2 separate regions of the Solanum lycopersicum genome follow, and region 2 is linked to region 1. The links are chromatin contacts, called in public HiChIP or PLAC-seq maps. All regions are on one chromosome and are shown on one strand. The core of a region is the stretch at or near the end of the contact, and the rest is flanking DNA. Distances in the headings are between cores, read along the strand shown. Region 1 holds the start of LOC101253945 (elicitor-responsive protein 1). Region 2 holds the start of LOC101253330.

Region 1 (6,232 bases), core at 1,829-4,328:
AGTGATAGCTTCTTTGAACATGTCTTATTTCTAGTAGATTCTCTTTTTTTTTTACTTTTATAAGTGAAGATCTCTCTTTTTATGATTCTCTAGATACTCTGTATTTGAGAGAAGTCCTCTCTTCTTAGGTGTCTTGTAATTCTAGGTTCCTTTTCTAGTATCGATGATGAGTTGAGCGTCCTTGGTAAAATACCCAACATATGAACCAAGTACAATTAGGCTTCTACTTTTAATATAACGATAAGTGTTGGAACTGGAGTCCTTATCTTATTTCTTTGTGCACTTAATTTTTGATACACTATTACTCAAATTTAAAACAGAAGCTGAGAATGGCAAATAGTACTCATCAGGCAGGAAGTACTTGTACAAGCATCCAAGAGAAGTTCATAGCACTTGAAGGTATTCTCAACCAATCAAACGACTAAGCAAGTTACTTCCCAACAGAATATTATGAAAACTAAAACCTTAATTCAAATTCAGTGGCCAAGAGGCAATATTCCAAAAAATATATATATTTTGTTCAACATACAAAAAGTAGCCATATCAACAATTCTAACAGGAAGTATAAAATCACAAAAGTACAATCTGAAGTGTTCCATGTAAAGCCGGTGGAGCCTATCAGACAAGAAAATTCTGTACATTTCGCTTGGGAATACTCCTACATAGTACAGGCACAAAACATAAGCTTTGTTTGAATAATTTCCAGATTCTACAAATACTAAACAATTTCAGCATAGCAATCACTGACAGGTCATGGAGAAGTCCTGAAGAGACATGATACCACACTAATAAATGAAAACTCAGCAAGTACTTGTTTGTGCACAATCCTTGTCCAGGCATTTAAGAACATAGCATCAATACGATCGTGGAGGATAGACTCCAGGGTATTGACCTGGCAAGACAACAAAAATAAATAGTTAACCGTAATTGACATACCAGGGGAGAGTAAGAAATTCACATCTTACAAGATTTACCTGGGGGATAAGAGTAACCCTGTGGTGGATAAGGCTGAGGCAGATACGCAGATGATGAGTAAGGTGAAGGATAAGCAGCCGATTGAGGGGGATAAAGAGATGTTGAATGATATGCTGCTGGAGGTGGTGGGACTGTGGAATAAGGAGAAGCTGGATAAAATGCTGAAGGAGGCGAGGCTGTGGAATAAGGAGATGGTGCTGGATAGCCAGAAGGTGTTGGGTGAGAAGCTACATGTGGTGGAGCTACTGAATATGGATATGATCCAGGAGTTGGTGTAACAAATGGAGGGCCTGATTGAGCATGGCTTGTTGCTGGCTTCTGGAAGTAAAAGAGAAATTCATGTTAAAGACATTAAAAGATTTTTGGGGTGGGAAGCAAGAAGGAAATTCTAAGAAAAGACGGCGGCACTTACATTGGTATTTGCATAGTGCATTATTAGTCGAACTTCTCCTGCATGCCTGTAAAAGAAATATACTTCTGTTACACTGTGATTTCATTAGGAATACACAAGTGTTGAAAAAGCTGCTCTCTTCATTCGTCTCCAATGACCTCACAAATACTATCAAGAAAAAATCTTTATAGCCCCCATGAATCCACCAGTATCAGTACTTGGTGTGCTGACTAAATACCTTTTATGTGAGAAAACAAATTACACCTCCTGTTGACTCAACTTATATCCTGCAAGGTAATCAATAATTCCTCGCCTCATATCTAGTATATTGAACCTCAACTACCCCTAATTCTTCACCAAACTTGAAGCCAACATGTGACCCAATTGTGTCTAGTATGCCTAAAGGTCTATAAGGCTCTTTGTAGAAAGAGCTGATCCATGACCCCTTTGACTACCAGAAGTAGACAATTAACAGGGAGAAAGTTGAACAAAAAAAAATTCAACACTTTTACAGAATACAAATAGCTTATGAAAGCTTAAGTTCCACCTGCATCACTGTCCGGAAGTAAGTTGATGGCTAGTTATAGACAGGTCTATGTTAATCAATAATGATGAAATGAAGAACTTCAGTGATGAATGAAAAGAATCACATCATATCCATACATCCCAGACCTTGGTGTCGCAAATTGTCATATTAATGTCACATGAAAGAGTGGAATCACAATGTAGAACATTTTGTCAAAGAAAACAAACAAAAAAAGATACAAATTCAAACTTAGAAGGACTATAAACACAATTCTCGCCGTAAAAGAAAGACCATAGCAAAATTCATCAAGAAATAGCAGTTGTTTTTATCAATATACCTGCCGTTCTTCCTCTGAAGTGGCCAAGCAGTATCATCAAATCCCTGTGAGAGAACCTTCTGTAGTTGAACCCTAGAATTAAATTAAATAATTTAATCATTAACACTCAACTAACAAACTAAATAGATCATTCAATCAACTCAACAACAAATCCAAATCAGTCAAGAGAAAACAAATTGAGACTTACTTTCCACTCCCTATAAAATCATCTGAATTAACAGTATTGCTATTCCACACAACAACATTGATCTCTCGCAACCCTTCAATTAGCTTAAACACAAATTTCTCTTGAAACGTAGGGTTTTTACCGCCATCTACATACAAACAAAAGCATGAATCTCATCAAAATTCACCAAAAATGATAGTTAACAGATATAAATCCATTCAATTTGTACCTGTACATGTACGAGTACGGAATTTAGAACTTCCGTATTCAAGGCAAACATACGGATCTTGCCTTGAAATCCATTCAGTATCCTTCAGTTTATTACAAGCAACAACTACAAAAACGAAAATTCAAAGTAAATAATGAAAAGTAATTCATAAAATCTCAGTATTTTAGCTGTAGTTGAATGAAGTTCGTACCAGTTACTTCAAGGAGTTGGCCTTGGATGCCATATGCTATCGACATGGAAAGTAGAAGAAGAAAGAAGACAACGATGACGAGGAATTTGGGTTTAAAATTAGCTAAGGAAAAAAAATGAGGGTTTTTATTTATTTTATAAAGAGAACAAATCAACCAATAGGAGGTTTCGTGTTCATTTCTTTGACTTATATTAAAATTATTTCGTTGACTAGAAACGGAGAATGCGCGTTACAAAATCATAGCGTCAATGACTAAAACATTTATGTAATGGATTATTTCAAATACTCCCTCTTATCCATTTTACAAGATATCTTTAAATTTCAAAATTCAAACAAATTCTATTTTCAAAGAGAAGACTTTCATAAATATTTTTAATAATCAATTATTGTAACTTATATTATTTAGTTTGTAAATTTGTAAATTTTATTTTTTAAAAAATAAAGATTCTATATGCAAATTTTTTGTCTAATTTAAATTATTTGACTCTAAAAAATTGAAAAATGTCAAATAAGACAAACCAAATATTGGAGTTTTAGGTGTAATAAAGTATGTCTTTCTCATAATCCTAAAAATCTAAAATAGACACTTTTATATCTTATAAGTAAAGAAATTAATAAGGAAGAAAAACTATATGAAGTATAGAGGTGGATTTAGAATTTGAATCTTATAAATTTAACCTCTTAATATTTTGGCTTTGAACGTGTTATAGTTAAAAATATGTATTCGTATTTATTATCTATCATAATTTTTAATAAAGTTGATATAAATTTATGATCTAACGCCAAAAAATTATGGATTGAATTCATACAAGTAATAATATATTCACCCTTGACAAAGAGTATATAGATAAAATAGAACAACTATGTAAAGGTCATCCTGAGTTTACTTTTACAACATTCTTAGCAATTTGGTGAAATTGTTATTGAACATTCCTAGCAATTTGGTGAAATTGTTATTGAACAAGTATTCAAATGACTGTGTTTGAGGCATTCTATATATGAAAGATGATGTCATTCATTCATATATATATATATATATATATATATATATATATATATATATATATATATATATATATATATATATATATATATTTTTTTTTTTAATTAATTGAAAAATATTTTATGATATTTTGAAGAAATTTTTTCTAGAATGATTCAAAATGGCGCAAAACTATCAGAAATTATATTTAGAAGTAAAGTCGAAAGAAGTTGTCTTTGTTTATTCAAAGAGTCACCAATAAAGGCATCGTATATTTGGATAGAAAAGGAAAAGTTAGCATCAACCCTCAAAAATATTGGTTTCGATCCAATTCTTAAAAGAGTTGGACTTGTAGCATGTCGACTTCATTATAATATATTAATGTTGAATCGACTTTTTTATGACCCAAGTCATGTTATTGACACACAAAATAAAAGTATATGACACCTTATCCTACAAGGAAGACCTTGTTCATAGTATGCTTCAAATTAAGGAGATTACATCAATAAAGATTGTGTGAAGAAAATATTCATTGAACAATGTTACTTGAGAGTTAAAACTAAAACAATCAAAAAGAGATTGTTAATGCCAAACGCCAAAAAAAAAAGAAGAAGAGAGAATTAGTGGTAATGTTCCTATCACATATTTTTGTGAATTTGTCAAAAAATAGAAGTAGATAGAAAAACAAGAGTTGAATATGACGACCTAGAAATTGAGTGTTGCAAGTTGTAATAACTTTAATTTAGTCATTGAGAACTCTTTTATATATACTAGATACAAAAGCCCGGATAAGCCCGGGCCCAATGTATATTACTTTATTTTTTTAATTACATGATTTTGTTGTTAATTATTTTTATAATATCTTAAATGCATTTGTTAAATAATATACGAAAAAGGGTCAAAGTTACCCCTGAACTATGTGAAACAGATCACTTAGAGTCTTCGTTACATTTTAGATTTAAAAAAATACTCATGTTGTTATCCTAAGAAATCATATATATCCTCAAGCGTTAACACCCCATATTTTCATTGACTTGGCAAGCCACGTGGGACTAATCCTTCCACCTAATTATTGCCAACTAGGATGCATTACAAAAGAACTAGACCTTTAATGGCGACAACAATCGCCAGAAAAGCTCAAAAAATCGTCACTAAAAGTTTTTACTATTAAATTCTAATTTTGTATTTTTTCTTCATTATTTTTTTAAAAAAACTAAAATGATATCGATTAAGTAGGAGTTTTAAGACACTGTATGTTTTATGTTTATGTTATAAGTAAATGTATAAAATGTACAATTATGCATTATATAGTAGGAGATGTGAATCAAGAAGTAATTTTCATGATTTTTCGTAGTAATATTGGGTGTTTTTAATATTGACATTGCAAGTTATTTATTGTAGAAAATTAGGTTGCAATCGAAAATTAATTACCATACTTTTTTTTGAAAAAATAGGTTTAACTATTAGTCGTCACTAAAAATCACTTGCAACCTGTAGTGGCAATATTTTGAGATTTTGTGGCAACTTTATCGCTACTAAAGATCAAGTTCTTTTGTAGTGAATCTTAGTTGGAAACACTTAGGTGGAGGGATTAGTTCCATGTGACATGTCAAGTCACTAAAAATTGAGTGTTAACTCTTGAGGGTATTGTGGTCTCCAAGGATAACAACAGGGGTATTTTTGATCACAAAATATAATGGAGGGTATAAGTGGTCTATTTCGCATACTTCAGTGGCAATTTTGACCCTTTTCCGAATAATATATGTGGCACGTGTGATATTTTGAAAGTTCATCAATTTAAGTACATAATTTTAAAATAATATATAGCTCTTATTCAATTTACATGTGACACTTGTGAAATACGGAGAGTAAATCAATTTTTGATATTTTTTTTCATACTATAAGTAATGATTTATAATATTCATAAATTAATTTTTAAATAATATATGTTACTTTTATTATCTCAATTTATATGGCAAGTGTGAAATATGGAGAGTTAATCACATTTTAATAGTATGTTTTTAGAGACTTGTTTTAGAATACAAATTTAAAATTCGCCTTCTGTTTTTCAAACTCTTGTATCTAGTCACATAATGTTTCTAAAATTGGAATGAACATAGTATTAAATGTAAAACTTATATTTCTCATTAATTAGATCAATTATTTATATATCTCGGTAATCATAGTTTATAATAATTTACATTTTTTATTAACTAATAATAAGATGTTGGAATAAACAGTAGCAAACAAAGATAATGAATGAAGAAAGAAAGACTTTAAGCATCTTTAGAAGGCACTTTAAGCATCTTTAGAAGGCACAAAAATGTAGCTTTATTTACATAAAAGTATGAAACAACTGAAGTAATAAATACAATATTAAGGGCAAAATATATATTAGAAAAGTACCGCAAAGCATCCCAAAATATGGCTTTATTA
Region 2 (6,490 bases), core at 3,250-5,749, 130 kb after region 1:
GTGGAAGCAATACATGTAAACAATACACCAAGCTAAAAGTAGCACTCACGTTACTTTTTGTACAATTTGGGAATCCAGTCTTCGTATCCAAAACAAAGTTACGCCAAAATGAAACTGAAACTTATCTAACCAGATTCAACACAAACACCTCATTGTTTCGTCTCGTAAACACAATGCAGAAATTAAAAAGTGAAAGCAGCACACATAGTTGCAGTAACAGTAGTAACATAGTTGCAGTAACAGTAGTACAGCGTCAGATTTTGATCTACTAATAATTGACTCTTATCCAACCACCGAAAATGGCTTCACAAATATGAATAGGGCTAACCGTGGACTAAAATAAAATTAATGAAAAAATAAAAATAAAATAGAGTATTAAAAATAACAAAAGTTTTAACTCAAAATCTGTTTAAAGTTTAAAATATTATAATTTGAATATAAATTATATTTATAAAATATATGTTACATAAAATAAAAATTTCCTAAAATTTCTACGGAATCCATATATAGGTCATAGTCACACATAAACTATGAAATATTGTGATAGTTTTTGTGTTTTATTATGATTATTGATAGGTTAATATTTCTATTTAGTTATTTATGCATTTACTTCCAATCAAACTTAATAAATACTATAAAGATAATTTTATTTGCGTATTCAATTAACAGGTAATAACTCTAACACTATGTAATATTGTTTTATCGATATTTACGATAATATTTTTAAAGAGGATTGACTGCAAAAAAACTATAGCTCATGTGCTTGTGGACTGAGCCGACCATTTTCAAATCAACATAAAAAAGAGCTAGCTCGACATATCCCATCAAATTTCAAAGCATATGAGATGATATTGACAGCTCTACCAAAATTAATATGTCATATTTGAATCAGCCATTACAAGTATACCTTGCTACAATAATTGAGCAGGGACGGTAAAAGTGCTAATTAGTAGTTCCTCCCTTTCAATTTAATTTTTAGTTTAATTTATATGAATTTTTTTAAAAAAAAATAAATTTATGATCTCAAATTAAAAATATATGTAGTTATTTAATATTCTAGTCACAATTTTTAAACTATTCATATATAGAATATTAAAATTGAAAAATTTATCATATTTTGACTATTATTTTTAGTTTCACTATTTTTTAAGTTCCTTGGGCAGTAACTTTTCTTTTTGGGTTTGTAGTTTTGTCCGTTTAAAAGTTTCCATGTGAATAAGGAAATACTAATATATCATGTTTCTTTTTCAATTTAGATAAAACTTAATAGGATTAATTTTTTTATAAAAAATAATTACTTATGGAATGGTAATCTAACAATACAAATATTTGAAAATTTGAATTCTATTTAACTTTATGGGAATATTTAAGTAATAGGGCAAATTTTCCTATAGCTCTCTTTTTGTGCACAATCATGGAGCAAATTTTCCTACGGCTCTCTTTTAGTGCACAATCATGGAGAAGATTGGTCATGAAGAAATAATATCTGAGATCATATCATGGCTTCAAACTAAATCTATGATGCGATTTATGTATATTTATAAAATTTGAAACAGATAAAATATTCCATCTTTTTCAAATTGCACCTATCCCATTTTCTTATTACTTTTAATTTCGCACATTCAAAATTAGAATACATAGATGATTACTAAATTTAACACTTTTAATCTGATTGCTATTAGCAAATTTAAAAAATTGATACATGCTTAAGGCTAAGTAACTTCTTATTTATACTTTTTTTGTTAATTATTGTTTTCCAATCAACTTAGCCAAAAAAGAGGAATTCTTTTTAAAGGAACATTTAATTTAAGTGAGATCGACGATTTAAAAATCATTATATGGAGTAAATATGAATACAAGGTTGTGAGGAATTGTTATGTTATGAAATACACAATATACTATTCAAACATTTAATATATATAACTCATTATTTTTTTTGAGTTATTTGCAAGATAATAATTTATTTAACATCTTTGACAATTGTCTATATACCATACATGCTATGCTATTTAATTTTATTTTAATGTTTTGCACCTTAATCTCTTCAATTCATTACAAAATCATAAAATGTTAAGTCATTTGTTATAATATAATACCTTGATTTTTGTTTTCAAATTTTTATTGGTAGATAATAAATTCCATGTAGTTTAATTCAATGTTCTAAAATATAGTCAAAGTTTTAACGTTATTTCATTCACATTTAAAAAGAAAATTTACTAACTTTTGAAAGTCATGCCTATATAAGGTAATAATTAACTTATATAAATTTTAATAGTAACTTTGTAGTATTTTTTTTTGGTTAAATTTAAAAATTTATTTTTTCGTAATTTATTAGGAACTAGTAATTTATTTAATATTTAAATTTTAAATGAAATTTTTTTTATGTTTAGATAGGAAGTAACAAAAAAATTTCCTTTAAAAAAAGGAGAACTTAAAGTTTTGATTGTTCAGATTATAAGTGTCTATTTTAGAAAAAATAATTTGTTTACGAAATAAGATAACTGTTATAAAAGTCTCTGTTAATGAAAGAACATAATTATTATGAAAAAGTCATTTATATTCATGATAGAATATGATTATTATGAAAACTCATATCTTAAGTTCTATAAATATCTAGCATTCCCATAAGTAGCGAATTCAATTGCATATATGTTTTGGCTTTGTTGTATCGTGATAGATAATTGTTTTTCATTCCTAAAATAATATACATGCAATGACTCTTGAAAAATATTGATTTTTCATGCCTCAAAGCTTTGAATTTCTCTATTATTTTTCTTTTAACATAATTTTTTTAGTATATTATGCATTTAAAAAATAGGGATAATGCACAAGTATCCTCTCAACATATGCTCAAAATTTCAGAGACACACTTATACTTACTAAGGTCCTATTACCCCCTGAACTTATTTTACTAATAATTTTCTACCCTTTTTAACCTACGTGACACTATCTTGTGGGCCCAACGCTGGTTAACTTTCTTTTTTCAAGCTAGCATAGGTCGAAAAGGGATAGAAAACTACTTATAAAATAAGTTAAGGGGGTAATAGGACCTTAGTATAGTATAAGTGTGTCTCTGGGACATAGGTTGAAGATGTACTTGTACATTTTGAATAGTAATACTATAAATCACAACAATTAACAACTTCAAATATTTAAAAATATATTAACAATTTGAATAACTCTCAAAATTTCATTCATGTCACATGAATGGGAATAAGAGGGATAACATATATTATTTGAAAATTGAGAAAAGACATAAAGTGACATCTGGAGATGTCGCGAATATTCAAAAAGACACTTAAACTATGCGAGCATCCTGTAACCCCCTAAATGATCCTATACTTATATTATTACATCATTTTTTGTCCACATGGTATGAAGAGTGTATGTACTCTCTTAAAGAGCGTGAATAAACTAAAAAACGAATATAATTTATTTTTACAAGTATTTTGCTATAAAATATATTTCTTGTTTTTCTTATTATTTTAACTTTTCTCATTATTAAAATTTTATCTTTTTCTTTCTTCCTTCTTCTTCAAAAATTCATTGTCATTTTCATTGTAACTTCTCACTTTTAATGTCATTTTTACCACAACTCCACCTCCCTTTTTACTGTTATTAGTTTAACTCTCTTCGATTTTAAAAGGAAAAATGCATAAGTACCCCTAGATATTATCGAAATCTCAGAGACACACTTAAACTATATTTAAATATTTTTTTACATTTCGAATAATTTGATAAACCACTAAATTTTAAGATGATTAATAGATATTATTTATTTTTTTAATCAAAATTTCACTTAAACATTTTCAATTTTCGGACAATTCTAATTCTTTCAAAATTATCATTCAAATATGTTGTACACAAACAAAATTGTTTTGTATCTGATAGAGTTAGAATAATGTATCCAAATATTAAGAGGGAGAGTGATGTATCCGGATAGTAAAAAAAGGATAAAAGAGATTTTATAATTAATTTAAATTGTAAATATTTTTTAGAGATTATGTATTTTAAATAGCATAATTACATCATGTTTCCAATAAAAAGGAACAAAAGAGACACGTGCCCAATAGTGATCCTATTTCAAAACAAAACAAAAGATACTAGAAATATAGTGGCTTAAAAAAAGTTCAATATATGGACCAATATTTGTGTTAATTGATTTATGTATCAAAATTATCATCATTCAAACAAATTGGTTAAAAGGAGATAAAGTGTCAAACAGGCAGCTAGTAAGTTCAAGTTGCAGTTTACCATAAAGTTGATAATTCATGTGATCGATACAATGGAAGCTGAATAATAATAATAGCTGCTATCCGTCAGATATGTCTGCTCCTAGCTATAGATAATTAAATATGTTCATTATTTAAATTTTTATTTTTTTTATCCACTATTTCCATACAATAAAAATAATAATTGATAGAATCATTGACAAGTCAAAAATGGACAAAAATTTTCATAATTGAAAGTGAGAGGGCAACAACTTGGTTATTTGAGGATAAAATAATATGTACTGTTATTGTTCTCGTGACTATGAATCAATACTAATATAATTGATCTTTGTACAACTCCATAATTCATTGCCTTAACCAAATGGCTACCATTATTATCTCTATTATTTTTATCCTTCAATTATTTTTCCAAAATTGTCTAGTCCTTGCTACTCCAACTCTTGGCCAAACTAGACAAGCTTTGGAGATAATTATCGGCGGAGGTGGTGGTAGTCCACCACCACCGGATAATCAAGATTGTCCACCACCTCCTCCGCCACCAGAACCTCCTTGTCCTCCACCACCATCACTCCTCTTTGAAAGTAAACGTGTCGAGATTGCCTATCATGTCATCCAAAAGCTGAAGTCCAAAATCACACATGACCCTTTAGGTATTACAAAAACATGGAATGGCTCTGATGTTTGCAACAAGTACAAAGGTTTTCGTTGTGCCACGGTTCCTGACTTAAAGGTTAAAGCATTAGCTGCTGTGGACTTCAATCAGTACAAATTCGATGGCCCTGACCTTACTATTGACGGCTTTATTGACGAATTACCAGACATAACAATCTTTCACGCAAACACCAACAATTTTAAAGGTACAATCCCCAAGAAAATTGCGAATCTTCGTTATCTCTATGAGTTAGACCTTAGCAACAACAAATATAATGGTGAATTTCCAAATAACATTGTTTTTGGTGCCAAAAAATTGTATTTCTTAGACCTAAGGTTCAATTCATTTTCCGGGTTGGTTTCCCCTCAACTGTTCATGTTAAATCTCGATGTTTTATTCATCAACAACAACAATTTAATCCAAAAACTTCCTGATAACTTGGGATCAACACCAGTTCTTTACTTAACTTTAGCAAACAACAAATTCACCGGTCCAATTCCTCGTAGCATTGGTCAAGCTTGTAAATCATTACGTGAAGTACTGTTCTTAAACAACCAGCTTACAGGATGCTTGCCTTATGAAATTGGGCTTTTAAGTAAAGCCACAGTTTTCGATGTTAGCAAAAATCAGCTAACAGGAAAAATACCTCATTCATTCGGATGTTTAGCTAAGATAGAGATACTTAATTTGGCACAAAATCAGTTCTACGGAGCTGTACCTGAACTAGTGTGCAAGCTCTGTAACTTGAAAAATTTGACGTTGAGTTACAATTACTTCAATGAAGTTGGACCGGAATGCAAGAAGTTAATTGAGAAAAGAGTACTTGATATCAAGATGAATTGCATTCCAGGCTTGCCAATGCAAAGATCAGCAGAGGAATGTGCTGCATTTTTCTGTAAGCCAAGATCTTGTCCTGACGAAAAGTCATTGGGATTTGTTCCTTGTAGCGTTGGCAGTTATAAGCAGAATCAACAGAACGAAAATGAGAATGCGCCAGCGCCAAGAACTTACGGTGCTTTGAAACCGCATTCGTTGTAAATGCTATGTTTTTTTCCCCATGTTTGCAGATTGAAGTATGGCAGCAGTAAATGTAAATTTGCCAAGTTTAATTTCCTTTTTATCTTTGTTGATGCATATTGTGTTGAAAGTATAATAAAAAAAGCCAAAAGGGTCGCGCGACCCTCGTACGAGTTTATATTATGAACCCTTCTATTTAAATAATAATAGAATTTTTTTTTAAAAGGGTTCATTAGCAATATTTTTAATATTTAGTAAAAATGTAAAAATTTTAGTTAGTTTTGTATCTTATTTATGTTTTTATTATTTATTGTTATTTAAATAATGCAATTTTTATATAACATATTGGAGGAACTTAGGGGCAACAAATACTTAAAAATATCATCAGTTACAATATATCAAAATACACCAAGTTCTCCTTTTTCTTCTTCTTTCACTATTGTTCTAAAAAACTTGTCTTTCACCATTATTCTAAAAAAATTAAATATTTTTTTTGTCTCTAAACACTTTTATTTATCAAAATAAATATCCAATTTTCACTAATTATTGTTTTCAAAATTACAAAATTAAAGAAATATCACATCTATTA

The links. HiChIP or PLAC-seq counts read pairs in DNA pulled down with a chosen protein or histone mark.
Region 2: a contact with region 1 is called in an RNA polymerase II HiChIP or PLAC-seq map of leaf, with 2.3 times the contacts expected there. The contact joins the promoter of LOC101253330 here to the promoter of LOC101253945 in region 1. A contact is called at or near these places in 2 of 8 Hi-C or Micro-C datasets (leaf and leaf mesophyll) and 1 of 1 datasets of contacts at active chromatin or transcription factors (leaf).

Annotation. Positions count from the first base shown.
Region 1 is chr10:46,213,665-46,219,896 of SLM_r2.1, forward strand. It overlaps LOC101253945 (elicitor-responsive protein 1), which reads right to left and starts at 3,079. Exons shown (of 8, transcript XR_743539.4): 1 at 2,815-3,079; 2 at 2,625-2,729; 3 at 2,417-2,543; 4 at 2,230-2,301; 5 at 1,388-1,433; 6 at 975-1,293; 7 at 749-892; 8 at 476-658.
Region 2 is chr10:46,342,209-46,348,698 of SLM_r2.1, forward strand. LOC101253330 reads left to right here and starts at 4,500. Exons shown (of 1, transcript XM_004248710.5): 1 at 4,500-6,126. The coding sequence starts at 4,594. The coding sequence ends at 5,922.